Linked DNA regions of Mus musculus: region 1 is linked to region 2. Evidence: chromatin contacts called from public Hi-C data. All regions are on one chromosome and are shown on one strand. Each heading gives the region's core, a stretch centred on a gene start, on an enhancer-like site or on the middle of the called end of the contact. The rest is flanking DNA. Distances are from core to core; before and after follow the strand shown.

Region 1 (6,849 bases), core at 1,024-3,523, 480 kb after region 2:
CATGCAAGTTCTCAGGACACAGGCAGAATGCAGTCAGATTCTTTGATGAAATATCACGCGAATGGCCTCTAACCCAGTTGCTAATAAAATCCTCAAACTTCATAAGCTGGGTGTCTAGTGTTCATTGCACTCTCCGACCTTCTGTCTTCCAAGGCCCTAAAAGAATGGCCCATTACGTTCTGCCCTCAGCACTTAAAGCTTTTCTAGCTAAAGTTCCAAAATCTTCAAGTCTCTTCAAGAAAAAAAAAAAGCATGAACAGGTTTATCACAGCAACAAAACCACTTCTCTGAAGCCAATTTTTTTTAATAGTTAATTTTCTGCTGCTCTAATAAAATACACAAAAAGCAAGTTAGTTAAAGGGGTTTTATTTTAGTTTACAGTTCCAGAGGAAATTCAGTCCTCTGCGAAGGCATGGAGGAGTGTGAGGCCAGCCTGGCAGTCAGAAAACAGACTGATCATATCTTCCCTCGCACAGAAGGCAGAGATAAATAACGGGAAATGGGGCTGTAATATAAAACCTCAAAGGACATCTTCAGTGACATACTTCGTCCAGTGACACTCCACCTCCTGAGGGTTCCATAACGCTCTCAAGCAGTGCCACCAGCTGAGAAATCAGCATTCACATATAAGCCTGGAGGGAACACGTTATATTCACAATAATGCCGTTCTAATGATGATGATGGTAGGAATCCATTAGCATGTTTGCTGCTAGCCAAGCACTTCCATGGATTGTTTTCAATCTGTGAAAGATCTTTCCAAGGTAAACCTTAGCCCCATTTCAAAGATGACAAAGTCAAAACTGGGAGCTATTGAGTCACTTGATAAAATCCACATCAGTGTCACTGTGTCTGGCACTAGACTAGAACTGGATCTGTTGGTCTCTGCAGATCACTTTTCTCCCTCAGATCTTTGTCAGGAGAGTAGGGAGAGAAAGCATCATGTCCATGAGTGACAGGTGACTAGCTGTACTCCCACATCGTTGTTCAGTAACTCTCAGCCCACAAATTATAAGTGAGACCAGGGAAAAAAGAGAAAATTTACTTTTAGAATATGTGCATTCTAACTCAAGAGGTTTTATTTGTTTTGATTTGATCTTGGTTTTGGTTGGTTGGTTGGTTGGTTGTTTTGGTTGGATGGTTGGTTGGTTTTGGGGTTAGGTTGTTTTGGGGGGATTTGGCTGATTGGTTTTTACTTGTTTGAGGGTTTTTTGGTTGGTTGGTTGTTTTTTGTTGGGTTTTTTTTTTTTTTTTTTTGGTTTTTGGTTTTTGGTTTTTGGTTTTGTTTGTTTTTGCTTTTTGCTTTTTTGTTCTCTACTACAAAGCCTTAGGATAGCCCTATGTAAGATGGCTGGCACAGCCCCTGTAATAGTGGCACAGCCTTACTAGGTATAACACAAAGATGACAGCAGGCGGTACTTAACGATAATTCTAGCTTATAAGTCTAGCATCCCAGGATAGTAATAAAATGCATCGACTGCTAGACTAAACATACCACATACATGAGCCTCTTTGAGGCATGCCCTTTTCTCATCTCCAATTGTTCAAGAAGTAAATAAGCACAGAGAGGTCAAGCAACCAGCCTAACGCCATACTGCTCATTATCATAGTGGTTGGGAGTCAAACTCTGCTCTTTGGCTCCAAATACCTTCATTTATGACCCTGTTGCGGGGTCCTGTTCCATTGCTCCATATAAGCACAATACAGCGTATGCTAAGATACAATAGCACAGCAGGGCTGGTTAAGAACCTTTCAGTTACCCCTCGTGTTCTACAGTGATTTCTGAGGTCAAAATCAAATTTTCAGATGGAACTCAGAAGCATAAATAAACCGTAATTCTACCCGAGCAATGACTCCTGAGCACAGGATAGGCTTTGGCTCAAGAACAAAACACAGAACTCCAGCCAAGGGAATTGAAGCCTCTGGCTTTCCAGAAAGGCACGTTCTGGAGAGACAAGCATCAGCTCCCAGCTGGCAACACCTCACTAGAAACCGCTAGCTTTCTCCTAATGGCTTTTCTTGCCTAGCAGTGCGCCTCTTATTTCCATGCTGGAGTGTGCTCTCCTAATCCGTGGTTCTCCGTGCCCTGTTAAATAATCATCGCTTTTCCTCCCCGGGGCCAGGTTCATTTCAGAGGAGATGCGTTAGAAATGTCAGGATTTCTACAAATCTCTTTTACATCGCTGCAGCGATGAGCCATCCATCTCACAGTCACTAAGCCCCTTACTGCTGACATTTATCCGGAAACATTATCCGTGGGCCCGGAGCTCTAATTGGCTTCACTGCTCTGCAGTACGTCTGGGGGCAGCTGTCTGTCTCTCCACCAAGGAAGTGATGCAGCCCTCCTCCACACAGAAAGGCAAAGCAAGGCAAGGCAGAGGGTTCAGGGTAAGCACTGCCCCCCTCTCCCACAAGTCTCCGCCATCATTCCTGCAGGAAGCAGCTATTCCTGGGCAGCTTTGAAGATACAGTGGCAGGCGCTGATTAACCTTCCACTCCTGTGTTATCTCTTCACAGGAATTGACTATCTCCACCCAGACCTGGCCTACAACTACGTAAGTACAAGTTGATTTTAAGGTGTGAGGAATGTGTATTTTCAACTAACCTGCCGCATCTGATTACTGAGTGTTCTAGTACATGCAATAAATGCATGTGCATGCGAAGATCATGCATGCCCAAATGCAGGAACAGTGCCCCCCACCTCCCTCTCACACACACACTCACTCACATACGCATCTGTGTGTGCTACTCAGATGTTCACGTGCACACAGGAAAACAACCACGTACTCAACCACTTGTGCGCTTGTACACACTGAATCAGCCCATCTTGTTAGAGCCACTATTCAGATATGGGAGCTGGCCACATGCCAAATGGATGGCTTTTTGAGAAGGATAATAAGCTGAAGTTTGGAGGAACAGACTACCAAGAAAGTAGACAGAGAGAAGGGCAGAGAGGAGAGCGGCGTGGTAATGCCAGTGGCAATCCTCAAGTGAAAGGGATAATCAAGCTATCTGGATACACTCTCTGCTTTTGCACCCCAGCAAGTCATCCATACGATGGTTTCCTGATAAACTTACAAACTCTCTAAACATAGCCAATCCCTTTATTCCAATTTCAGGAGGTATGCTATGCAAGCCTTGGTGTGGTCATTTAAAGTTGCCCCAGCTGGGTTATACTTCCCCCATAAGCTTGAACTCTAAGTTAAAAAGCGTGATCTTAGTGACTGAGGATTCCATTTAAAACAAAGGCTTAAGTAAAAAGGACAGTTAATAAGCAATGCTCTTGACAAGTCAGTCCTCTGGGTGCTTTGCCCTAGATGTGTCTGTCTATACTGTATAAAAGTCAAGGGGCTGCCTTGTGTTTTGTGCACTGGGTATCAGGAAATAGGATAATAAAGTTTCTGTTTATGTGTGTGTGTGTATTAGATATATAATATATTATTATATACTAATTATATTATGCTATTATATAATGTTATAATTATATTAGATACTAATATATATTTCCTAATACTAATATATGTCTATATTACACATTATATATCATATGTTATTATAGACTTGTATATTGTATTTATATTATACATATATTAGTATTAAAGAAGAAATAGTAGAAAAGATATATATACATATACACATATATGTATGTGTATATGTATATATATATATATACGTATAAAATAAATCATGGATCATCCAAAAGATGTGTGTGTGTGTGTGTGTGTGTGTGTATAAAATGCATCATGGATCATCCAGTCACTGTGGCCTCCAAGGAAAATGACAGAAAAATAAACCAAAGCTTTATTGCAGATGATAATAACTCATAGCTGTGGAGAAGACCATGATGGGCTTCCTGCACATAACAGTCTACACCACTGGTCCTGTGGGTCATATCTAGGGAACCCTTCTCTAGCCTGTCCCTGAAGCCACCTGCCCCAGTGCCCGCTCCCATGTCTCTAGCTTTTCATTTCCTTTCTTGAAATGGCCTGGACTCCTCACCTTGGACAACTCTTCGCTGTGTCTCTTTTCTGTGTCCTCCATAAACACAGTGCCCTGAGATATCACTGATGGGGAGCCTGAAAAGAGCACATGGTTTGTTTTCTACTGTGTTCTGGTATCCCTGGGCCTTCCCTCTTGGAAGTATGTTTCTCTCAGGGATGCTGTCCTGAAGCCTAGGAGAACTGCCTACACTGGTACTTCCCATAATTTTCTTCAGCCCCAGGTCCCCCAGTATGTCAGAAGTAGCCATATAGGACTATCACTGCCTTGTCTCCTGGAGGACCTCAAGGTGGGTGTGTCCCTCTTGTCTGAAAGACTAATGACACCTACCCTTCTTACTGTGTACAGATTTTAGCTCCACAAAAGCCTAGACCACAAAAGCAATTCTCAACCTTTAGGTCACAACCCCTTCAGCAAAAACCTTTATCTCCAAAAATATTTATATTATGATTCATAATAGTAGCAAGATTACAGTTTTAAAGTAGCAACAAAAAAAATTTTATGGTTGGGGATCACACCACAACACGAGGAACTGTATTAAAGGGCCATAGTGTTAGGAAGGTTGAGAGCCATGGCAAACCCACAGCTGAATCTGGAGAGTGCTAGCTGTGCTCAGACCAGCAATGTCAGACGCATCTGGAGACCCCATGGCTTGTGAGCGTTAAGCTTTTTCCCATTTATTCCTTTTCCAGAGATATGGATAAAGGCATGACCTATTTAGAAAGGCATAAAACAGATTCAAAACCAGCCATAACACCATCAACATGACTATCTGGGGTTTTGACTCTATGTATGCTTTTTTTCATAAAACTGGATTCTGAGCACACATCTTCGTATGTTATGAACATTTTTAAGTGTCTTCATTATTTGAGGGCTATGTGGAATTGCTTCACACTGTAATTCAAGCACCACAACGTATTGTTGGGCAGCTGGGTGTGTGTTTACAGTGGTTACACTGAGGTAGGAGGGAGAGTGACAGGCAGTGACACGCTCCATGGAGGCTCCGGACACACCTACTACTCGGTCTAGACACACCCACTATTCAGTCCAGACACACCTACTACTCAGCTTTTTTCCAGAGAAGAATTTTTCCAAAGATTTCTGGGGGGTGGGGGTGGGGGAGGAGATTTAAGAGGCACATTAACTAAGTTTCCAATTACTTTAACGTGTATTGTGGAATGAGATATTCTATATCTCCCATCATTTCTCTCACGTAAATTGCCACCAATGGGTTGGCAAGAGCAAAGGTAGATTTTCAGTTCACCTCAAGGGTGAGTTGTCTCATGAGTGAAGCTAGTAAGTACATAGGAATGATAAGTTCCCCATACTTGAAAACATAGGCCTGGACTGTGGCCACTGGGAGGGGACACTAAAGAGAGGATGTGTGTGCTAACTTTAATCTAGATCACTGGTGCTCAACCTTCCTAATGCTGTGACCCTTTAATACGATTCTTCTGAATATAAAATACAGTGACCCAAGAACATAAAATTATTTTCATTGATTTTTTTCATAACTGCAATTTTGCTATTGTGATGACTTATAATATAAATATCTGCTTTCCAAGGGTTTTAGGCAACTCCTGTGAAAGGGTCATTCGACCCCCAAAAGGGGTTGAGAACCAACCGTTGCTGATCTAGATAATAATATATAATAAATGAGTAGAAAATATGAATTATGTTTAAAGATTTACATGTTGATAATTTCATCTGGAACAAGGTCCAAACACTCATTAAAGGACCTGTAACCTTCCCAAGAATGAGTGTACACCTCTGTTTGTTTTTTAAACTTCCTGGCTCTTTGGCATGGTGAGAAAGCTAAGTATTCTACCACCTCACTCTTAATTCCTCAGCGGAGAACCCTGAAAGACCAGCTCCCTCAAATTATGGTGTCTTTCAGTCTACGTAGAGTTGAGATCAAACCTAGCAGTACAATTTGTCTTCTTTATTTTTGACTAAAACTGTTTACACAATCACTAAGCGTAAGTGGCGTCAACCTGCTGAGGAGAGCAGGGACGGCAGCGGACGAGGATAGCACACAAGCACTGAGTGAGAAAACAATTACCCGACCTCATCTTCACATTACTAAGTAATTTAATGGCTTAGACATGATGAGCTCACTCCAGTGCTCTTCTAGGAAAGGATACTTTGGGGAGGTACTTATTCGGGTTTTCCCAGAAACAAATCCCTGAGACAATAGTTTCAAGCAGAACTACTTTCTTTCTGTGTGGTACCAGAAAGCAGAAATGGAGGAGAGAAGGTAGCCATGATAGGTACATTCTCAAACATGTGACCACTGCGGGCAGCTGGAACTTAACCCCACTAGGACAGTCTGAGACATGAATAAACATGTCAGAGTGCTAGAGCCATCTCACCTGGCATGGGACATCTGGGAACCCTGGGGACTCGACCCAACTCCTGAAGACACAGTCCTTGGTTTAGGGTTGATCCCAGCGGATCTTTATATTGCCTCTTGAGCATGGAAAACAGCCCCCATCCCTGTTTAAACAGTGGCTGCTCACCAGGAACATGCAGGTGTCAGCCAGAGAGATATGTGACAGCACCTGCTATCAGTGTGTGCCATAGAAATCTCTCAAAGGTTAAAATGAACTAAAATGTTCTATATTGTGGGAACTAACTCCTCCTCCTCCTCTTTATTAATTTATTTTCAATATGATGTAAAAATTCTACCCAAAGCAAAGTTCTTTTCTTAGCTTTGTTATTCTGTGTGACCAGAGAAAAAACAACAACAACAAAAACAGGGAGTGTGCTGCGTAGTTCAGGGCTCTTTCCACTAAACTAAGAATCAAAATACTTTGAAAATTGCAAATCAATATATAAATGTAAGTCTTTAGC
Region 2 (6,715 bases), core at 4,025-6,524:
ATATGTGTTAAGGTCAGAGGTCAGCCTTGGGTATTGCTCTTCAAAATCTATGAACCTTGATACTTTTGGCACAAAGTCTCTTGCTGGGAGTTTGGGATCACCTCCTGGGATAAGCTGGTGGGCCAGGAAGCCACATGTGTCTGTCTCCCTAGTGTTGGAATTACAGGTGTGCATCACCACATCCGGCTTGTTAACCAGATCTGAAAACTGAACATGAGTCTTTATTCTTGCCCAGCAAGAACTTTACTCCCTGAGCTATCTCCTTCGCCTGGTTAAACTGCTTTAGTCTGATATTTTGTTATATTAATGATAAAACTAAAACATCATATATACTTCAGCCATTTCCAAATGATCTTTTAAAATTAATTTTCAGATACATAGTAACGATATATATTTCAAAGTTTCTCATCCTTTTTAGTAGCTGATTCACCAAGAAAGCTCGTGTCTGCATCTTGTATTTCTAAAACCCAAGCTAACCTCATCTTAAGGTCACTGGTCTAAGAACTCCATAGTATTGAGAATCCTTTGCTTTGGAGACCAGCCAGTTTCTTTCTCTATACTCTAAGTGCAATCAGATCTTAAAACTCACTGCAGCTTTATGTATTAGAGGTTATTGATGAAAGAAATCTCTTACGGCTTGTCCTTCCATTATTTAGACAGACAACAAAACCCCAGTGTCCAAGCAAGCTGAACAGAGCTCGGATACACTTAAGAAAGCCTGTCTTATCATTGCTATGGTGGACTGACTGTGAAGTAGCCAGTGTGAACCACAGCACCAATTTCTGGCTATTGTGCAGAATCTTGATTCCGTGTGTCAGTTCCTAGTCTTCAGCTAAAAAGTCTTCCACTGGGAGAAGTCATCTCTGATTTTTAAGTATAGCAGGCATCAACTCTGTAGCGTGTGAGGTTGAATGTAAGACTGTTAACATTTTAAGGTGTGGATACCACCTATCCAGTGACGCAATGGCAAAGATTTATATATATCTCTGGGAGTCTGAAACCCTTTAGAATTGGGAATCAGTTAGAGAGTTTGAAACACTTTTTCCATGGCTCTTCATCACAGTAAGATAGTATTAGGTTTGCCTCCCAATGAGAAGGAAGCTAAGTCAGGCAACTGGCTGTGGAAGAGATGCTCTTGTACCATATCCTTTTCAGAACACACAGGAGCTTTTGGAAAACATCAAGATTACAAAAACATCGTAGAGAATTTTCTCTTACCCAACATTAAAATTTTCCCAGCATTAAGACTGCATGATTCAGGTACAGTGATGTATGTTACGAAATGACATTGACATGATACATTCAATTCAATTACAGGTTTTATTGGAATTATTCATATTCACTATAAATCTTTCTTTTGGTCCAGGGTCTAAGCAGCATCTCACCTTGCTGTTTGCCACATGGTCTCTTTGGTTTCCCATCTCTGGCAATTGTTCTCTTTCTTTTAAGTCCATAAGAGTCTTTGAAATATGCAGATCTGTTACTGTGTGCAGCCCCCTTTGATTTGGATCTGTTTCATGTTGTTATCAGAATTAGAGTGAGGCTATATGCTTTGAGAGGCTGCATTGTATTTCCCCCCTGCCAAACCCTCATAATGCAGTTCTAACGCACAATCTGATGGTTTGGGGAGGTTGAATATTTTGGAAAGTAAATTTGCAATGAGGTGGAAATCTGAGAATACAGTCAATGCCCTTACAGGAAGAGACATGGGAGCTAGTTTCCTACCTCCTCACTTGTCACCGTGTGAGAACATGGCTAGGAGCTGGCCATCTGTAGGCTAAGCAGGAAGCATGACCCCACCAGTCATCAGATCAACTGCTTCTTGTCCTTGATGTCCCCAGAATGCAGGACTTGGAAAAGGAAATGACTGTGTTTTAATCCCCCCTTTCTATGGCAATCTATAATGACATGACTGCCACAGCAATAACACTCTGCCCTTTCAGCCCATCAGATCAAGGATGCCTGCTTGCAACCCACAGACCCACATCAGGTCTGTGAGGCTTTTCCTTGGGAAGGTGAGTGCCTTCATTGTTGTTGCTACTTTCGTTTGATAACACGTTGGAAGAGAAAGCACTTGTGACCATGCTAATGCCCCATTTCCCATCATAGGCTTGTGCATTAACCTTTGCACCCCATCAAAGTTTCTTGGCTTGCACCAGTGTCACAGTGGTGTCTACCTAATGGTGTCTGATTTCTATTTTTTTCTGCACTTTTCATGCCATGTTTCTGTGAGGGAGGATAAAGTCATCAAATATTTCTTAGCTCTCTGTGCTACAAGAGAAGTGGGTCAGGGGACCAAGCTGCTTTCAGTTCTCCGAGGGGTTGGTGCTGGGCGGGTGATGTCCAGCTGGCTGCAGCTGTGAGGGAGGAGGACATGTGTTCTTCCCGTAGACCCTTGCTGCTGCTCTATTCTAGCTGCTGCTGTTTCTTATTTGGGAACACCTCCCCCTAACTAGCTACTTGCTCTTCAGGCCTCTGCTCTTGCCATCCTTGTTAAAAGACTGTCTCATCTCTCTTCCTTCTCAACAAGAGCCATTTTCCCAAGTCTGCCTTTACTGTGTTTCCTTCTAAGACTCACACAATATGAGTGAAGACCACAGTTATTTTCTCTACATTTCCGAGCTACTATGCAACATCTAGGACAAAGGACCTTTTTAAGAGGGATCTGACAGAGGAAAATGAATATAAAATAGTGTATTTGTTACAAACGCCATTATGTCTATAATTTAAAGGTATCTGGTACAGCATGATTGCTACATTAAAATTCATTCTTTTTTGGGGGGGTTGCATCTGTATGAATCTTGACAAGTGTATGTAGCTTCATTATCCATGGCAATTTGCAATACGTGAAAATTTCTTTATCCCCAAACATCCTTGATAGCTTTCATGGTCCTCTACTCCCACCCTTGGCAGTTATTGGCCTTCTTTCTGAGCCTTTAATTTTGCTGCATCCAGAATATGATGTGAAGGGCACTACAAAATTCACAGCCCTTAGAATTTGATGCCTCTCGTATAACATGATGTTTGAAATTCATCCACACTGCTCTTGCTGTTAACACGTTTGCCCATTTTGTTGTTGAGTCATGTTCTGTTTTATGCACTGACTAGCTTGTCTATCAGTCACTGGGCAATGGATTTTTTTTCCACTTTTGATTACTATAAATAAAGTCATTACTAGCATTTATTCTCTCTCTCTCTCTCTCTCTCTCTCTGCAAAAGAGACATAGGGAGGAGTAAGATAGACGGGAACACTAGAGAGACACACAAATAAAGCGAAAGACAGAGGTTTTCAATTTAATTGAACATGTCCCTGGGAATGGAATCGCCAGCGTTTTGGTGGGCAGTTTAGAAGTTATCCAACAATATGCTCAAGGAGGGAGACCTATTTTGTTCTAACCAGCAGCGTAAAGAGTCGTTCATCCCTATGCTTCCCTATCAATCACTCTACTGATGTTGGTGTCTTTCATGTGACTCCTTGCCATCTCTATACTTCTCTACTGAGTAGTTAACAAAAATTTGCCTATTTCTTATTGGACTGTTTCCCTCTTGTCTAATTTATTGTTTCCCCTGTTATGGCTGGTGCTAACATTTGCTTGCTTTGGTTGAGTAGCCTTTTTCAAGCCTTCCTCAGAATTGAATTTGTTTTCCCTTGGTAGGTTTCAGAAAGCACAAGCTGATTTTCCTTCCCAGAGCCGTATCTCAAACACACCACTTAGTCTTGACTCCATTTCATTTTTATATCTGCTAACTGGGAACAAGTCGTGTTTCTTAGTAATTTTCTGTTGTTGTCTTCCAGTAAAAGTCAAAATAATTGCCCGATGAATGTGAAGATCGTCAAGCTTCCACCATGTTGTTAGTGGTAGCAGGTGGAAGGCAGGAAAACAGTGAAGAGGTTGTAGCAAGAGAGATGGCTAGGCAGAGTGCAGCCGTAGGATCCTCACCAGAAGGAAAACATGAGATGCGTGAGTAGAGAGAATTCAGAGAGGGGCCACTTTCTTACACACACAGACTCCAGATCAGAAAGAGAAACAGATGGGGAGAAGATATAAAAGTGATCAACATTCAACAGATGTAAAATTATGCCCAATTACAGAGAAGGAAAGGAGAGACAAGTCAGGTGTGTTTATTCACTGATGGTGCCATTACTCCCCCCTTTCCCCAATGCTTTTTCCAGACAGGGTTTCTCTGTGTAACCTTGGATGTTCTGGAACTCACTCTGGAGACCTGGCTGGCCTTGAACTCAGTCTGCCTGCCTCTGCTTCTCAAGTGTCGGGATCAAAGGTGTGCCCAGCACTACTTCTTAGGTAAAGTGGCTTTCTTCGAAAGTGCTGCCTGGACTCAGTCCCTCTAGACTCGTGCTTATCAAAAAGTGAGAGAAGCGAAGCCATATGTAGAGCCCAAGGACTATCTTCCAGGAGGTCTTTGCCATGCACTGGGCACCATGTCCAGAGTGGTATGCGACCTGCCTGCTTGGTGTGCACTCTCCTGCTGAGGATGATGTGCAAGGAGACCTGAGCTGACACCTGCTCTGTATGACAGATAGCAAAGGATCCCATATTGCAGTAAAATTGGACACTGTAGTGATGTCTTGACCATGTCAGGATTCTCTGTCTAACCATGGAAAGATTCAGAGAGGAACAGAGATATCAATGCTATAAAGGAGAAACTCTTTAGGGCTTCAAGACAGCCTGCCCCACAATGTATGCTCAAACAGAAATGCCCTTCCTTGGCACTCATCAGGTTTGTGATTGTGGAGCTTCTGACTCTGGCAATAGTTGTAGTTCCCAGGGTGGCCCTCCCACCTCAGCCCTCTGTCACAACCTGCCACTAGGGTCATTTTTCACTACCCAACTTGCAAGCAAATTGTGCATCCTTGTTCAAGTAGGATGGGATAGGATCTTATCAAACAGGACTTACCAGCTGGAACCAGAAAAAAAAATATGTCCATCTGGCCTGGGCAATGTGCCCTCCTGGAAAATTACTGAATAGTGCCAACTTCTGTAAAAATACATTCCTTAAAATGCCAGCAGAAGGCAGAGACTTATGGAGACATGAAGAAATTATGCAGCCTGTGCAAATCCCCATCTATCACCAGCCCTGAGTAATGGGAATAAATGCCCACCCAGCCTCAGTGCCAAGAACATTAATAATTAGTTCATGGGAGCTGTCACTCAGGAATGTCCTGGCGGTGGTTCAGATTCCAGGCATGAGGGGATGTGATGCCAATGCACGGAGCCCACAGAGCAATGAGACATTTTGTTGTGCGTGGGTGGGCTGTCAGAAGCAACCCTCTCTCTACAGAGAGGCAGTGAGAAGTGACGACTTTGGGTCCAGGGATCTTGGCGAGTTAATCTAGCTGCCTTTTTTGTTCTCCCTGCATGCTTTGCAGAACTCTTGGTAGTGAGATCTTCCTCCTGAGGAATAAAGACAGCCAATCAATGCTCATCATAGAACTTTCTTGCCTCTTTCTGAGGCCATTGCCTGCCATGGTTGCTGAAAAGCCTCTTAAGTGACCACTCAAGGTCCTCCTCATGTTCCATCTTACCCCATGGTATGGGCTGGTGTGTCCTCTGAAAATGTATGTGTTCTAACCCCCGTGTTTCAGACTGTGACTGAGTTTGGAAGTAGAGTCTGTAAGGAAGCAAGTGGGTTAAAGTGATAGCAATTAAAGGACATCCGATTTGTATCATCTTAAGAAAAAGATATTTGGACATAGAACAAAGGCTAGACTACATGGGTATAAAAGATAAAAGGCGTCTGCTGTGCCAGCTCAGAAAAGAAGCCAGAGGAAACGAGGCCACGCAATACCTTCTTCTTCGACTTCCAGCTTCCAGAACTGTGATAAGTAAATAACATTGTGTTGTTTAAGCTCCCTTGCCTGTGTTTGTGAGGTTTTATTATGGTGTCCTAGCTGACAGCTGCAAATCTTTTTACTTGCTCCTTAGGCACTGAACTGCCCTTCAGCTGTCTCTCTAATGAACTTTGAAATGTTGACCACAGTAATGAAGTTACTATCAAATATGACCCATGGCTATTATGTCCTGTCCTCATCTGTGTCTTTTTAAATTCACCTCTTGAATTCAGGACTTTTCGCATGTTGAGCCAGTTGTACATTCAGCCTTTCTTCATCCTTCTTCCTGATTTCCATGTTTTTGTTTTTGTTTTTGGTTTTTTTTGTATTTTCACTTTTATGGAGAGTGTTTCACCAAGGTACCAGGCTGACCTAAAACTCACAATTCTCAGTCTTCCTTGCACCTAATCTCCCATTTTGGATTCCCACTTTCTGATCCCTTTACCCATGTTCTTCCCCTAATAACTGTTCCTCAAGTCAAATGCAGGTCCTCTTCTCCATAAGGCCTTCCTTATTTCCCAGGCTGATGGTCCATTGTCATTGAGCTTACGGAGGATAACATCTGACTTGCTTTTGTATTGTCTGTTGCTTCTGGAGTACTGCTTTGTACATTACAAGCCCATATCTGTTATGTAACTAAGAGAAAAACAGAGAATGGGGCTGTAGGAGGGAGTATATGATGCCCTGCCTGGGAATGTGTATGTTTGAAGAGCTGACATGGGATAATAATGTTAACCAGGCTTCTGTGATCAAACCAATGTGGGTACAGCACACACCCTCTTCCTGTACACCTCTTACTTTCCTGTCTCTTGTCTTTCCCCATAGGAGAACCATTTCTACCTCCATTATGGAATTTCTGGGTAG

Evidence for each region. A called contact is a pair of places that touch in the nucleus more often than the background predicts.
Region 1: a contact with region 2 is called in a Hi-C map of cerebral cortex, with 1.8 times the contacts expected there. The contact joins two enhancer-like sites. A contact is called at or near these places in 1 of 484 Hi-C or Micro-C datasets (cerebral cortex), 1 of 115 datasets of contacts at active chromatin or transcription factors (neural progenitor cells) and 1 of 9 other capture datasets (embryonic stem cells).

Annotation. Positions count from the first base shown.
Region 1 is chr2:143,694,143-143,700,991 of GRCm38.p6, forward strand. It overlaps Pcsk2 (proprotein convertase subtilisin/kexin type 2), which reads left to right. Exons shown (of 12, transcript NM_008792.4): 5 at 2,515-2,552. Among named protein-coding and RNA genes, the nearest start is that of Pcsk2os2, 92 kb to the right of the region's middle. Within about 2 kb of position 2,274, at least 30 of the 459 cell types and tissues checked have an H3K27ac peak or open chromatin away from gene starts, as enhancers often do. A contact at or near this core is called in cerebral cortex, where this site is marked.
Region 2 is chr2:143,213,002-143,219,716 of GRCm38.p6, forward strand. No RefSeq gene overlaps it. Among named protein-coding and RNA genes, the nearest start is that of Otor, 140 kb to the left of the region's middle. Within about 2 kb of position 5,275, at least 19 of the 459 cell types and tissues checked have an H3K27ac peak or open chromatin away from gene starts, as enhancers often do. A contact at or near this core is called in cerebral cortex, where this site is marked.